Linked DNA regions of Mus musculus: region 2 is linked to region 1. Evidence: chromatin contacts called from public Hi-C data. All regions are on one chromosome and are shown on one strand. The core of a region is the stretch at or near the end of the contact, and the rest is flanking DNA. Distances in the headings are between cores, read along the strand shown. Region 1 has its middle 12 kb from the start of Mir6376. Region 2 overlaps Kbtbd12 (kelch repeat and BTB (POZ) domain containing 12).

Evidence for each region. A called contact is a pair of places that touch in the nucleus more often than the background predicts.
Region 2: a Hi-C map of the G1E-ER4 cell line shows a contact between it and region 1, with 2.0 times the contacts expected there. The contact joins two enhancer-like sites. A contact is called at or near these places in 2 of 15 datasets of contacts at CTCF or cohesin (the NIH/3T3 cell line and pro-B cells), 3 of 484 Hi-C or Micro-C datasets (the G1E-ER4 cell line and the N1E-115 cell line), 1 of 115 datasets of contacts at active chromatin or transcription factors (acute myeloid leukemia) and 1 of 9 other capture datasets (embryonic stem cells).

Annotation. Positions count from the first base shown.
Region 1 is chr6:88,115,158-88,117,857 of GRCm38.p6, reverse strand. No RefSeq gene overlaps it. Among named protein-coding and RNA genes, the nearest start is that of Mir6376, 12 kb to the right of the region's middle. RefSeq lists an enhancer at 475-1,033. Within about 2 kb of position 1,342, at least 61 of the 459 cell types and tissues checked have an H3K27ac peak or open chromatin away from gene starts, as enhancers often do. A contact at or near this core is called in the G1E-ER4 cell line, where this site is marked.
Region 2 is chr6:88,543,919-88,546,618 of GRCm38.p6, reverse strand. It overlaps Kbtbd12 (kelch repeat and BTB (POZ) domain containing 12), which reads left to right. Exons shown (of 6, transcript NM_001278671.2): 6 at 1-1,502. Among named protein-coding and RNA genes, the nearest start is that of Sec61a1, 26 kb to the right of the region's middle. Within about 2 kb of position 1,363, at least 22 of the 459 cell types and tissues checked have an H3K27ac peak or open chromatin away from gene starts, as enhancers often do. A contact at or near this core is called in the G1E-ER4 cell line, where this site is marked.

The DNA.
Region 1 (2,700 bases), core at 93-2,592:
TCTGAGTTCAAGGCTAGCCTGGTCTAGAGTGTGAGTTCCAGGACAGCCAGGGCTACACAGAGACACCCTGTCTCAAAAACAAAACAAAACACAACAAAACAAAACAAAAAAGCAAAACAACAACAACAATAATAGTAATAATGATAGAGATGCAAACAGATATGACCACCATGTACCCTTACCAGGAAAAAGAGGAGCGACCTTTGCAGCAGCATGGACCATACAAGTCCCTGATGGTGTTTGGGTGTGTTACCATGCAAAGGTAATACCTCACTAGCAGTAGTAAGGCTATTAGGATCGTCCCCATGAAAGAGGCAAGGGAATAACTGGGTTAGCCCAGGAAGTGCCACAGGTCTACAGCACCGCACAGCCTCCCTTAATTAAGGACAGTAATCCTGGCTTCCTGTGCCCACGCTGATTTCAGAGCTCTGGCACGACAGGGTCTAGCCATATGCTGCCTCTCCTGAGCCCCACCCTGAGCCTGATCCCTGCTAGGTTGGTGGGAGGGGGCTAGTGAACCATGTATCATCTGCCAGCAGAGGCCTGGGTGCTGCCAGGGGTGGGGGACTGCCACCCCCCAGGCAGTGGACAGGGCCTCTCGCATCCGTTACTTGCCCCCGGGCCACGTTCTGCCCACCGCACAGCAGTGATAGATAGTTTGTGAAACACCCCGAGCTTGCGGTTGACCAGAATTCTGAAATAATTCCATTGAGACCGGAATTCATGCAATGCTCTGTATCCTGATGTGGTAAAGAAGGTGGCCCACGGGGTGGCGGGGGGAGGCAGGGGCTGTGAAGGCCCAGGGATGGTGAGACAGCCATCAGGCCCTGCAGCAGGGGTTCTGCTGGCCCCCCTCACCCACGGGCTCCGGAAGGCCCATCTGACAGGAGCAGGGCCCTGATAAGCGCCACCTGACCATGAGGCCCCAGGCAGAGAGATTAATGCTCAAATTGTCAACAGCCTCCCACGACATACCCCATGGGGGAGCAGGGGCCAAGAAGAGACAACCGGGAAAGGACAGAAGAGATGTCAGCGAGAAATGGACAAGAGGAAGGCTCAGTCTCCCTGCCTCCTGCGCTCAGCTTGCTACGTCAACCCACACTGGCCTGGGTTGGCCTACCAGGGCAAGATGCCAAGACTTGAGGCACAGCAAGCATCATGGCGCTCAGTCATGTTCCAAGCTGGCCCCAAGCCTGAGCAGGCCCTGGCTATGTTATACAGGAGGATGGCTGGTAATCTGCCAACATCCAGGAAGCCTCGGGGCTTCTCTAGGCAGGCAGGTCAGCTCCGGAGCCTCCTCTCCTGGGCCAGGACTCCAACCCTATCAGCCCCTGGCTGCTGTCCTGGATGGAACGTGGGTTTCCCCTGCATGGGTCCCCGCCTCATTCTTCGGCAGACTGGTATCATATCTGGGTTTGGCAGTCGCTGGGCCATTACATTCAGGACTCGCTGCAGTCCTCAGGTTCCGGCTGACTAAGGTTCCTAAGCTGTGGGGAAACCAGAAACTCAAGAGATGGGTTTTCTACGAAGCAAAATGTATTCTCTGAATGCCTTCCCTGTGCTCTGTGGTTATCTAACGCCCCCATCCCTGTCTTCTTAAGGGAAAACCCGCCCTCCCCCCCCCTTTTTTTTCTGAAGAAAGGGTGATCTGAGAAATCAGTGTCATAAAGCCAGACCCTGGGTCTCTCACCCGCTCCACGGTGACTGGGTTTTGAATTTCCATCTCTATGTGCATTTGGGTTTTCACTGTGTGTTGTATTTCCAGCTTTGCCTTAGAAGCTCTACTCCGCTCTGGCAACCCAGGCCACTGCCCTTCTCAGCCCTGAACCAGGAGCAGAGCAGTGGCCACCCTTGAAGAGGACAGTGCCATCCGTCTTGACTGTCCTGCAGCACCTGAGTGTGTTAGCATGTCCTCTGGCCTCTATGGTGGGCAGATGGTCCCCTCTGTTCCCCTCTGTCCCATCCAAGGACAGTAGGGACTCCAAATGTCAGGCCAGGTGCTGTCCCAAAGGGCACAAACAGGCATGGGTGCCCTTGAGGAGGTCAGAGACACGGTCTGTCTCCATTTCCATGTGTGTCCATTTTCTCATTAAGTTGCCAAGGACAGATGTCACAGCCTCAGGACCTTGGGAGCCAGGCTGGAACCAAAGGGGAATTCTGGGAAAAGGAACAGAAAGAATGGGAGAAAATATACAGGAAGCCTTGGTACACCAGGTTAGTGTCCATCAGAACTGACTCCAGACACAGACAGTAATGTGCAAATACCTTCAGACATTAAACGTTGAACCCGAACTCATGGATTTTATTTCTTTGAAACAGAGTTTCATTCTGGAGTCCAGAATGGCCTTGCTCTCCTTCCGAGGACAACAGGCCTACGCCACTCTATATATGCAGCTTTGAATTCAAGTTGATTTTTTTATTTCTTTTGTTTTGTTTTAATTTGACCTGATGTTTTGAGGCAGAGTCCTATGTAACCCAGGTTAGTCTCAAACTCAACAAGTAGTCAAAGATGCTCTTGAACTCTTCTTAATCCTCCTGCCTCCACTTCCCCAGTTCTGGAATTATACATATATGCTGTCACATTCCGTCCTGAATTTAACTTGTAATAATGTTAACAGAATGTCATACAGGGAAGATTCAGCTGCTGGGAGGAACCTCATTGGGAAAGAAGGAGAGGCACACACATACTCATTCACACAC
Region 2 (2,700 bases), core at 114-2,613, 430 kb before region 1:
AGACCCTGCACAGACACAGCTCTTTATCAATGTGCACTCTCCAAGTTCCAACCTCTCCTTCACAGGAGAGGAGGACTCGATCAAACCAGAGCCACTGACACCAAGGTGTTCTGCCCCCTGTCCCTGCACAGATGTACCCCCAGAATGCTACACTCTTAGAGGCACGGGCCACGTCTGTCTCTCTAAGGTTACCCCCTGAGTCCTATCATAGTAGCTGACACATGGATGGAGTTTCGGGTGACCAGAATAAGTAACATTTCTAAGCCAGGATCTTGTCTGGGACTTTGAGTTTCAAGTATCCTCCTTGTGCCCACCAGCGCAGAGTGGTTATCTGAGGGTTTCTTTTCTCAGAGCAAATCAGAGCTGCTCCAGACAGGTTAGGCAGAAGCTCTATAGGGAGGGTCGCTGCTCCCCTGAGTCCCCACCAGAATCTCTTCCTGTTCACCCACCTGGGCATCTTAGAAGCTACTTGTCACCTGGTTCACGGGCTGCAGTGTATCTTCTGTACCTTCCTCATATGCAGAATGGGAAGGGAAACCCCACACTCTTTACAGAGTTGGTGTGTGGATTGAGTGTGAAAACACTGGATGGAATACGGTGTTAAACACAAATTCCATGAAGAGGTCTTAACTGCCGGCTGGGTTACTGTCACCATGATCAGCCTTTCCTGGGACAAAGTGCAGAACAGAACCCTGGACCTTAGGGAATCTCAAATCTCAGGGAGAGATGTGGTTTAAGGTGGTTCTAATTTCCCCTGTGCTTGGCTCCTTCGGGGGTGAATCTCTTGGGTCTGTAGGCCCTTGAGACCGTAAGCAGATGCTTCGGCGGCATCACCAGGTAACGAGAGCCTTCCTGGGCTAGGACACCATTGCTGCCTGTGCTAAGGAGTATCAGAAGGGAACTTTCCAGGGAATGCTGAGGGAGGGAGGACAAAGGAGAGCGACTGGTCTCCCTGGAGCGGACACAGAACTGCCTCAGCACCAGAGGGGAGGCAGGAACTGGGAGTAGTCCCAGGCTTATTCCCGACAGGTACATCCAAGGTCTCAGACGCCTGCCGTGAAGTCCCTTCTGCATCCAGAACCCAGAGTCCAGGCTCACTGGCTCTGGGGCTCACTTTCAGTGCTGGGGCTTCTCGGCTGCCTTTTCCTATTTGTGATTCAAACCGACCTACGCTGCCCTCCCGGAGAACCATTGTTAGAGATTCCATTTGGACAGACCTTCCTGCCACCCGTCACTGGCATTGAAGGTGTTCTGACACTCGGGAAGGCCTCTTAGAAATGTCTACTATTGGGGCTTCTTATCTTTGTGACTCAGGGTTGCTGGACGCCTAGCGAAAAAACACAATGGGGAAGTAATTTGGATGCTGGGCTGATAAAGGACTGCAGCTGTCAGCCATCCTGACTCAGTTTGTGCTCAGCAAGAGGCGGCATTGTTCTCAGGCTGACTTTATAATGAGGAGATGCTCTGAGTGCAGACTTATAAAATACATTTTTGCTAATGAACAATTGCCTGCATTTTGGTTTTCATATTGTGAGTGAGTGTAAGTAACGGTTGAACGAGAATCCCGGTGCCTGGAAAATGTGGTGTTCCCAGAACAGGAAATGTCATATCAGTGAACATCCAGGACAGAGGCAGGCAGGCAGGCAGGCAGGCAGGCAGGAGGGGAGAATGGGCAAAGGGCAGCAGGTGGCCCGCTTCCAGGCCAGTGCAAGATCTGGCTGGCCCTTCTCTTCATGACTCCTCATTTTACACAAAGCAGATTTGCAAACACAGTGCCTCCCCACCACCCACCCACCCACCCACACACATACATACACACACACACATACACCTTTGAGACAGTCTTGCTCTATCCCAATCTGGCTTCAATTTTGCAATCCTCCTGCCTCTGCCTCCTGATTACAGGCATGCACCACCTCTCCCAGCTATAAAGTTTCGTTCATGAGGAGCAAATGCCGAATGCAACTCAGTGGCCAAGATCCCACATTTTCTGTGTTACTATACAACCTCAGCAGAACAAATTATAATGAGTTCAGACACCTAAGATATCACAGACTTATCCTTGCACAGTTCTGGAACTTAAGAGCCTCTGTGAATCTCAGTGAGCTAACATCTGTGTGGCGTGGCTGTGACCCTTCTGGAGCCGCTTGCCTGTCCCTGCCTCCAGAATGTGCTGACCCATCTTGTTCTGAGGCCCCTCCCTCTGGCTCCATCTCCAGAATCATGGCCAAACTCACATCTTCTGTTTCTTTCTTCTGCTTTTCAGGACTCTATGATTAAATTGGCCCACCTGAATGATGCAGAGAACTTCTTGTTTAAAGGTTGTCTTAGTCGGGGTTTCTATTCCTGCACAAACATCATGACCAAGAAGCAAGTTGGGGAGGAAAGGGTTTATTCAGCTTACAATTCCATACTGCTGTTTATCACCAAGGAAGTCAGGACTGGAACTCAAACAGGTCAGGAAGCAGGAGCTGATGCAGAGGCCATGGAGGGATGTTCTTTACTGGCTTGCTTCCCCTGGCTTGCTCAGCCTGCTCTCTTATAGAACCAAGACTACCAGCCCAGAGATGGTCCCACCCACAAGGTGCCTTTCCCCCTTGATCACTAATTGAGAAAATGACTTACAGTTGGATCTCATGGAGACATTTCCTCAACTGAAGCTCCTTTTTCTGTGATAACTCCAGCTGTGTCAAGTTGACA